2 separate regions of the Anas platyrhynchos genome follow, and region 1 is linked to region 2. Evidence: chromatin contacts called from public Hi-C data. All regions are on one chromosome and are shown on one strand. The core of a region is the stretch at or near the end of the contact, and the rest is flanking DNA. Distances in the headings are between cores, read along the strand shown.

Region 1 (4,474 bases), core at 459-2,958, 120 kb after region 2:
CATCTCCCAGTTTGGTATTGTCAGCAAACTTGCTAAGTATGCATTCAACTGCTGCATCTAGACCATTGCTAAAAATGTTAAACAGATCCGTTACTGTAGTAACAGTTTGCTCAACATACTTGTTCTCCGAATGGCAAGTAAGTTCTTTAACAACCCATACAAACAAGACCAATTTTTCTTTTCCAAACAACTTCCAGACAGAATAGGATCAAAACAGAAATAAAAAAGAACTCCCCATGCTCACCACTACATACATAAGTGCACAAGTCAGTGACAGTTTCCAATAGTGTTTTAGTATTAATAGTTTTGTCCTTCTGCATCCTGAATCAAAATACCCCAAATATACCTAACTTCCACACACTATCAGTCCTTTTGAAATCAGAATTATACATAAAAGCTTTTCTTTTTAATTTTCTTCACTGCATTGCATTCTTCCTCAGTCCTGACCTGACCTACACTAGAAAAACACTGTTGGTCCAGTTATAACAATTTTAAAAATAGTTTTCATGGTATTAAGGTGAATTGCCAGCACTGAAATGCTAATGTTAGTTTACCAGTGGCTCATATCTGTTTGATTTAATAAGTTAGAATTTACTTTTATTGTAAAGTGTTTTAATACAGACAAGCCCTTATTCCAATGGAAAACAAACAAACAAAGCAGTTTAAACCCATTTGTACACTAGCAGGATATATTCCACTTCCCTCACCCATTTGTTTGGGAACACAGGGTCTTACAAACTTCAACGGTCCTGAAAGTCAAATGGCAAAGCAAGTTTCCACATATCAGATAATCTACACTTAAGCACGTAATTTCAGTATCCTAGTGTCACGTCAAAAGTTTTGTGGTTTAGGACTTTGACACTTTAAAGTAATTCACGAGGGAGAGGTGGGGGGAGAATAGTGGCAGAAAGGGGTGAGCTTGCACACTGCACCTGTTTGATTACAAGGCCTACATGTCTCTTCAGCTCTCCTGTCTCCATACCATCTAGATCATTACTTGTCAGCCCTTTGACACATCGTAGCTGTTAATCTATTTTCATTGAACAGGTGGGCACGGGTACAAACATGCTAAGCAGACGAGTAATCGGACATTGCTTTCTCAGTGATACCTGCCTGCACGAGCATGACGCTTGAACAGGCTGAGAAATCCACCCCGAGGACAGCACATCTGGCCCCGCTCACGCCAGCGGCGACAGCCCCTGCGGGAGGCGGCCGCAGCTCCGGGACTCACACCGCTCCGCTGCGCGGGGGCCGGCCCTGCACCGCCCCTCCGGCCCCCACACGCAGGGTCCCAGCCGGTGCAATTCCGGCACCGTCCGACCGCCACCGTGAGCGCGGGCCCGCGCCGCGCCCCACCCGACATCGTCCCCCGCCTCCCTGGCTCCGGTACCGCTGAGAGAGGCCGAGGAGCCGACTGGAGACCGCCTCTGCGCTTCTCAGTTCCATGCGTGCGGAGGCCTCACCGCTCCCGCGTCGCTTCCGCGGTTCCGTCCCGCTCGGGAGAAACGACGAGAGCTCCCCTCACACATCCCGCTGCCCTGGCGCACAGGCACGGCGCGCCAGCCGCTGAGGTGCCGCGCCGCCGCGAGGCACGCCGGGAGCTGTAGTCCCACGAGCGAGCGGCCCGTCCGCCGCAGCCGGGAGCTGGCTACGAGAGGAGAACAAACGGGCCCTGCGGGTCGTCGGGCTCCTCCATAGTCAAGGACCTCCCGCGCCCCCTCCACGGAGAGGGGCCGGGCTCGCGGCAGCATCCCGCGCGAACTCTGTCCTGGTAAACGCGGGACGTAGAGAAGCAGGCTCCTGTAGAGCCGTTTTCTCAGAGCTGGTTGCTATTTAATAGGAGCAAAACACCGAGGAAACCATTCCGCACAGCAATAGTCTTGCCAGCTCACTGTCCGCTTCTGGTTTCTGCTGCATCCTAGAAGCCAGACTTAATCTGGCTACTGTTATATCAGTAAAGGCACATAAAAAGGTCTTCTCAACCTGGCTGGCTACAGCTCGAAAGCTTCAGAAGTGCAGTCATCTTACAAGACTATTCTGTCATGTGCAAACACAACCAGCCAGCAGGGCGAAACCTGACCAGGGGACAGAATGGCAGCTCTATCAAGTATTACTTCATTCACAAAGTTGAAAATTCAGACAGCACATGGACAGAATCTTTGGTTTGCTAGCGGACACCAGACCACTTCATTCCAATCGAGCCTTCAACAAGCCCTGCACGCCTTTAAGAGTCTAACACAAACCAAATGGGAAACACTTTCAAGTGCGTGAAGCCCTGCTTTCTCCTTTAATGTAGATACATGTATATGCTATTGTTCTCTACCTTTCCAAGAGGTAAACATAGTCAATGCTTATCACCTTCACATCACGAATCTCAGCACGACAGCATGACATAAAGTACTTTGACCATGTGAAGACTTATTTTACAACTTTGCAGTAGGAGTTGAAACCAGTATTAAGATCAACCATTATGACTAAAGATGAAACAGTTCTTTGCTAGAGTAACAACTTGCATCTCAAGTAATTACATGTATAACTTGCATGGCTGTACTCTGTTTACACCAACTCCTTCAATAATTTCAATGGCTTGCATGTTTTGTAATAAACTTAAGTGCACTACTGTGTATTATGAAATACCACAACCATCCAGGTAGTAAACTGTAATGAATTATTGCACGATGTAATTGTGTGTCTTAGCTTTCTTTACAACCATTACCATGAAATTGCAACTTCAGGTAACATACTAAAACTTTGTGGTTTGATTTTAATGAAAAGCTACCCTAGTGCTAAGAGTTCCATTTCCAGAATTCATATCATTCTGTGTCTCTCTGCTTACTCTGTCAGCCACCAGAAAATTAATTTGGATCTTCTATAAGCAAAGTTTACAACATTTTGACACCTGAGGATAGCTTCATAATACAAGCTATGTCTAAGTAAGTCTGCATCCTCTATCAGTAACTTACTCTTCCTTCTATGTCACAGCATTACACCTCACTATTAATTCTGCTGATGTGTGCTTATAAGGAGTCACACTACCAGCTGCTCAATAAAAGGGGGAAGAAGGGGGAGAAAGCCTTCCAGAAAAGGTAGAGAGACTCTTGTTATCCAAGGAATTAATGGAACACAGTTGGACTATGAGTTTAACGGTAGATTAACACAAGCAAACTGCAAGCATGAATAAAGTGATAAAATGCAATTGGAACCCAGCTTACCTTTATTCTGTAGGACCACCTACAAGTTACATGTCCAGCAGCTGCTCAGTTTGGCAGGTGGCTCCTCAGGTCAATAAATAAATAAATAAATAAAATTGCATCCACTCATCCATCTCCTCACATGAAACTGGTTGGTATTACTAGAGAAGCATGTATCTGTCCCAAGGTAGTTTTCAACCTCTGGAAGTCAATGTAGAAAGGGCAAACTGCAGGCAATTGATGGCTGCATCTAAGTCTGGAACATGATGCTCAGTGAATAAAGTTTAAATATACTTATATACTTTTTATTTTCTTTGTTTTGATCTCTAATGCTAAAACAGAGCAAGAATTCCATGCATGGAGTACTCTTGGAGTAACACCTCTTCTTGCTTTCTCCTGCACACTTTTTTCCTCATACATGTAATTATAGCATTATGTCTATCTGAAAGAATCATGACATGCTATCAAATTTAAATCAGTAACATTTAATAATTTGGAGAGTAATCTCCCCTCACTATCTATATTATCGGGATTTTACTCAATATTAAAAGTATGAACATGACAGCAGCACCCTGACAAATCTTCAAAGCTAACAGGAGACAAAAATCTGCACCTTACTAACTCCAACTTTTTTTTTTTTTTTAAAGTGATTCTAAAACGTATGTCTACAGGCAAGAAACTACAAGATAACTGGTTAAGTATTGCAAACAAGTCTTTATACTAGTTAACTGTAAAAATTGCTTTTTTTAATAAAGGATTACCTCCCATGTATTGAAAAGATCTTCCAGTTTTGGAAATCAATTGAAATAATTGATATTAGTCTTGTATTGTTAAACACTGTAAAGAATAATTCACTTGTTTGCAGACTATATGTATAGAGTCCATTACATCATAACTTAAATGTCAGAACACAAATCCAACCATTTACCACAAACAGATTTATTGCAAACCTAAATTAATATATTCCACATACCAGCCAAAAGTAATTTTCACCTAGTAAAACAGGAAACTTAAGACTGACTGCTTGTATACTGACAAACACCCTAACAGACAAGAATAGGCATACCAAGTAAAACAGCTTCAAGGGATCTTCCATGTTAGAGAAGCAAAAAAATTTACTGGAGAAAAACAACAACAACAAACTATTACTCCTCAGAATTTTGTACTAAACCACAATATTTGTTCTCTATGATTGCTTGTTCTCAAAATTGCTTTAGAAGCGTGCCGTAAGTGAAGCTTCATTTCTCTCACTCCTTCAGAAGAACCTACTTCTGTGGAAGTAA
Region 2 (4,941 bases), core at 1,651-4,150:
AGATTTAATAATTTTTATGTCTTTCTTGGTTGCATACACAACGTTCTTCTTCGTTTCCTTATGGTGTGTTTTGCAAGTAGGTCTTTGTGTTTGACAGTTTTACTCACTGACTTTGGTTACAATGGCAACAGAAAAGTCAAAATTCACAGCAAAGATTTAAGTAGAGAATCTGTGTCTTAGAATGTCCTTATTTAGTTTTAGAAGCAGAGCTAGTAAACACCAATTTTGCTTCTTAGCTACTCATGAAAAAATAGTAACTAGTTGAAGCTGTTTTTACCTTCTACAAAAAAATTGTGTCACTTAAATTTTTCATCATATAATATGCAAATCATTGCAGATTTTTTTTGTTTGGATGCCTAGTATTGGTTTATTGATAGACTTAGCAAATAAAAATTGTGAACCATTACTTCTTCACCCTGTTGCTTTATTTAAAAGCTCTGGAGACTGTAAATGTTCACATGTTCTACTGAAGGATTGCAAAAGTAACATTCATTTATAACATTCGAAGGATTATTCATGGAAAAATTATGCAAAGGAAAAAAACCAGTGAGATCCTTTGGGACATGTGTAAACTTTTCCAAATGTTCTTGCCACAGACCGCTAAACAGTACTCAGTTCATTCTGATGAAGTTGTCTTACATTCCCTACTGCAAACAATTTTTAATAACGTTTTAATATTTTTATACGTTATTTTTTCTACATGTCAGCATAGACTTGAAAATGATGTTGAGAAATAATGAAAACCAAACTAACCCTTGTTACTGCCAGCTGACTGGAAAATCCTACTAAGAGTGCTTTGTCTCCATGAAAGGCAAAAAAAAACAGAATAGCAATCATGGTAACAGTATGCACTAGGAGTGGAGCCAGGAGAGTTAAGAGAGTTAGTAGTAGCAGATGACTTCAGTTGTTGGAGGGAAAAAAAAAAAAAAGAGAAGGGGGGGGGGGGGGGAAGGGCAAAATAACTCATTCTCAAATGAATTTAAGTTTTGGAGTTTTGTTATCAGCAGTCTCAGGCATTGTCCCCCAGCTAATTGCTCAGCAGTCTGGTATGACCATAAACGTCCCTTGGTCTGTGCAGGTTTCATCAGCATCTCACCACTTACCCTCCTTGGCATACTTCTTGGCACAGGCTTTCTTATATTTTACCCCTTTACAGAAACGAGGTCATCTCCCCTGTGCTCCATAACTCATGCTGACACCCTCTGCGCCCCTTGTCTTCTTACTGAATTGACTGTACCCTGCAGCAGTGTTCCAGTCTAACGAGAGTTCTGAACTTCTCAGTTCTTCTGCATAGACATTTGACAGCCAAGCAGATGTAAAGACTTCATAAAGGTTTATAGGCTCAGATTCTTTTTGTCTTAACCCAGAGTTAACAGAGACAAACTGTATATATTTTCTTCTCTTGCCTTGGAGATGAAGAAGATACAGAACTATGTAGAAAATGGTCACTCCAGAGAGTATCATCGGCATATCTGATACTTGTCTTCACCTTCTCCCACAAAACATTCTGTTTTCATTGGGATCTTCCCTGAAGACACCTAACTAGGAATTAGAATAAGTCCATTATCTCCTTTCACAGGACTGATCAAAGCAATTGTAATGTCTAATGGTAAGGAAGCCAGGTTGGAACTGTTGGCTTAAATTGTAAGGCTCCTACACCTATTCCAACAAATTCTGTCACCACTGGGACACCTCAACTTACTCGGGCAGTATTTTAACCTGTACTGAAGTCTGATACAACAGGTTTTATATCAGTCCTCAGTATGAGATGCACAGTCCTCTTAGTCATATTACATCATTTGTTTCACTTCTTTTTAACAAACTTTTTCTTTTCTCTGTCCAGGTAATAAAAGCTCTTGCTATAATTAACTTATAATGATTGCAAATATTTTTGTTTCTGTTATATTCATAGTGTAAATTTTACCCCATGCTTCTGAAGTGGGGATTTCATTTCCTAAACTAAAGTGCACTGTAGATTCTCAAAGATCTATTATTGTTGATAGACATCATCTCTATTTTTTATTTAGAGGCTTTTGTTACAGATAATGTTTGAACCTATATACTACCTGGAGATAAAGCCAACTTTCTTTGATTTTGTTATGGCTTGATTGTGTCAGCACAAAGCTTGCTATATTGCTGTTTTTTTCTCTAGATAGATGTTTTGATGTAGTCTCCTTGCTTTGTGTCAATGAACATTGTCTTAGAATCAAACTAATTGAACAGTCTTACTGCTTTGAGTTTAGTGACTTTCCGTGGTAAGAAACTTAATCCTTTAAACTGTTATGTATTACATCTAAATAACTTTGTTAAATTTTCTATGGCATAGTGGCTGTGTGAAAAAGCACTGCAATATACTAGTACTCATTTAAGGCTGTGCTTTGAGATTGCTATTCTTTAACAGGCTGTAGTTTCAACAATTTATTAAACATTGTTTCAGTAGCTCTCAGTGAACTGTAATGTCATCCACTTAAAAGGATTTAATGTAAATCATGATTTAGAACTGGCAATAGCACCAGAGAGAAAGAACTGAACAACACAACAGGTAGCCATAGAAAACTGAAACAATCCTGTAGCCACATTAAGGGGCATCACACTTTCTGTTTATACTCTAACTGGTGCTCAGCCTCCATGGCAGAAGAGGAGAGTGAACCTTCTTCATCTTGGGGAAAAAGCTTCTAACGTTTTCATAGAAATGCAACATCTTAATTGAAAATGTAGCAGAACATTGTACTCAGCCTTTTTCTTCTGACCTCCCAGGCATATGGTTCTGGTTGAATCTCTGGATCAAGAAATGATTAAAAGTGCATTTTTTTAGAATTGCATGTGACCTTTAAACATAAGACATAGTCTGAAGCCACATGCCAGTGACTCATGCTACTAGTGTCATGTTTCACAAATTCTCAGTTGTGATAAACAAATGGTAGCAAAGCCAAGCAGGCAAAAATCCCCTCCTATATATGATGGTGTACAGGAAGAAGGCAGAAAACAGGGTTTAGTGTGTTTTCTCTTTTTCTTCTTTTCTCCTCCCACTAAAGGATGATCTGATGAACGGTGTTACTGAAAATTCTTCTAATGAACTTAATTTCTTCTCTTGGCTGCTAGAAAGTTTCCTATTTCTTCTTGTTGTGAGGCTTTTTTGTTTGTTTGTTTGTTTGGTTGGTTGTTTTTTTTTTGGATCTGTTTTGCTGCTACCTAATCTGTATGAAGGCTGGAAATAAGCAGGTGCGGGGCAGACAGCCACTTTCATGACCGCCATTCCCACTTCTGTCATGAGTAGCAACATCACAACCAAATATTTATCAGTGAAATCTTAACTGTTTATTGTGAAGCCAAGAATAGCCTTGCATTCACTGAGTATGATGATAGGACTTGTTGTTCACTGCTGTATTGCAGAGTTCGTTGCTGATCTTTTGCAAACTGCATCAAGGAACTGGAACAAGAATATCTTGTCCACATTTTCCATGGGGCCTCATAAAATGTGTTAAATGAGAGGAAGAATAATTGCAATGAGACATTGCTAAAGCTCATAGATGAGTGAGAAATAATACATCTGTCTGGACATAGATACGTGAAAAGCCTCTGCTTTCTCTTACATGCTTAAACAGTGAGTCAGTATAAGCAGATTGTTTACAATTTATTAACAACATAGAGTTGTGAGTAAAACACTCCCTGCTCACACCCGAGGTACAAACGGACTGTATGGTTCTGCATGTTACACTTCAGCACATCCAGCTTTTTTAAGGGTGCCAAGATTTTTTTGTAGGAGTTTATTGTTGAAAGTATGTGCAAAGCTGTTTTAAAAATTGCTTCCAGGCAGTTCAAGTATATAGAGATGAATTCATAGTAGAAATGGATGCTATAACCCCAACGTGGAAGAAATACTTACTCAGAAATGGTGTGTTCAGTATATCTGTAGCAATTAATTTTAATCAGCAGCTAAACACACAAGCCCATGACATTTATGGGTTTTGCATCACTTCAACGTTAAATTATGTGTGTCTTTTAGGTCCATCTGAAGTGTCAGCAATTATGAAATTCAGCAGGAGACCAACATGTCCTGATGCCTCAGTAGCAGCAAGTCTTCCTACACCTCCAGTACCAAGGCACAGGAAGAGTCACAGCCTGGGAAACAAGTGGGTGTACACCAGGCTGTCTCACCATCAGGCAATTTTGCACATCACAAAGGTTTAATCTGGCAGCAGAACGCTCTTTGCTTTTGCCTCCTCCCTTTCCTGTATTGCAGGAGAGTTTCAGGCTTTAATGTCTATTTTGTAGGTTTTCTCTTTATGCTTTGTTTACACTGTTCTCTACTAGTGCTAGAAATTGTCAGTACCCCAAAGTTGTATAGCTACTTTGGCCTGTGGACACCTGGTTTGCAGAACCGTATTTTATTTGTTTATTTATTTATTAACATCTTGACTAATAAATCTAAGGAAACATACTGGCTTCTTGGCACTCATTATCATTCAGGAAAGTTGTGACCTTTTGGACTGTTCTATAGGTTAGAAACATTTTTCTCTGTACCGCTTAACAGCTAAGTAAGAGCTCCCCAGTTAAGGGTAGCATATACCAAATTTCACATTTAATGGGTTAATAAAAAAGTAGTTCGCATAATTGATGTGTTAGTTCAGCTTAGTGTATGATCACTGAGAAGTGCCTTAGATGGAGCCTGCTTGTTTCTTCTACCTTTGCATCTACCCGTGATGTTCACATACTGTACAGAGAGGAATAAAAAACTTACATAGTTTCCCATTTGCAGAGAAGTAATCATTGTTACTTAAAAAGGCTGCTAAAATTTGAAACTTGTTCAGGTAGTCAAGGAGCATATATAGAAGCAGCGTGAAAACGAGCAGTACCATTTATCTGCTTGCTACTTAATAACCCATAGATATTTATGATCATTGTATGATAAAGCAAAGTCTAAGCAGAAAAATCAGACAG

The links. A called contact is a pair of places that touch in the nucleus more often than the background predicts.
Region 1: a contact with region 2 is called in a Hi-C map of liver, with 1.9 times the contacts expected there. The contact joins the promoter of GARNL3 here to the enhancer-like site in region 2. A contact is called at or near these places in 2 of 8 Hi-C or Micro-C datasets (liver and subcutaneous adipose tissue).

Annotation. Positions count from the first base shown.
Region 1 is chr18:14,506,160-14,510,633 of IASCAAS_PekinDuck_T2T, forward strand. It overlaps GARNL3 (GTPase activating Rap/RanGAP domain like 3), which reads right to left and starts at 1,709. Exons shown (of 29, transcript XM_072025502.1): 1 at 1,391-1,709. The coding sequence starts at 1,446.
Region 2 is chr18:14,388,866-14,393,806 of IASCAAS_PekinDuck_T2T, forward strand. It overlaps RALGPS1 (Ral GEF with PH domain and SH3 binding motif 1), which reads left to right. Exons shown (of 22, transcript XM_072025506.1): 14 at 4,007-4,133. Among named protein-coding and RNA genes, the nearest start is that of ANGPTL2, 42 kb to the left of the region's middle. Within about 2 kb of position 2,901, at least 1 of the 8 cell types and tissues checked has an H3K27ac peak or open chromatin away from gene starts, as enhancers often do. A contact at or near this core is called in subcutaneous adipose tissue, where this site is marked.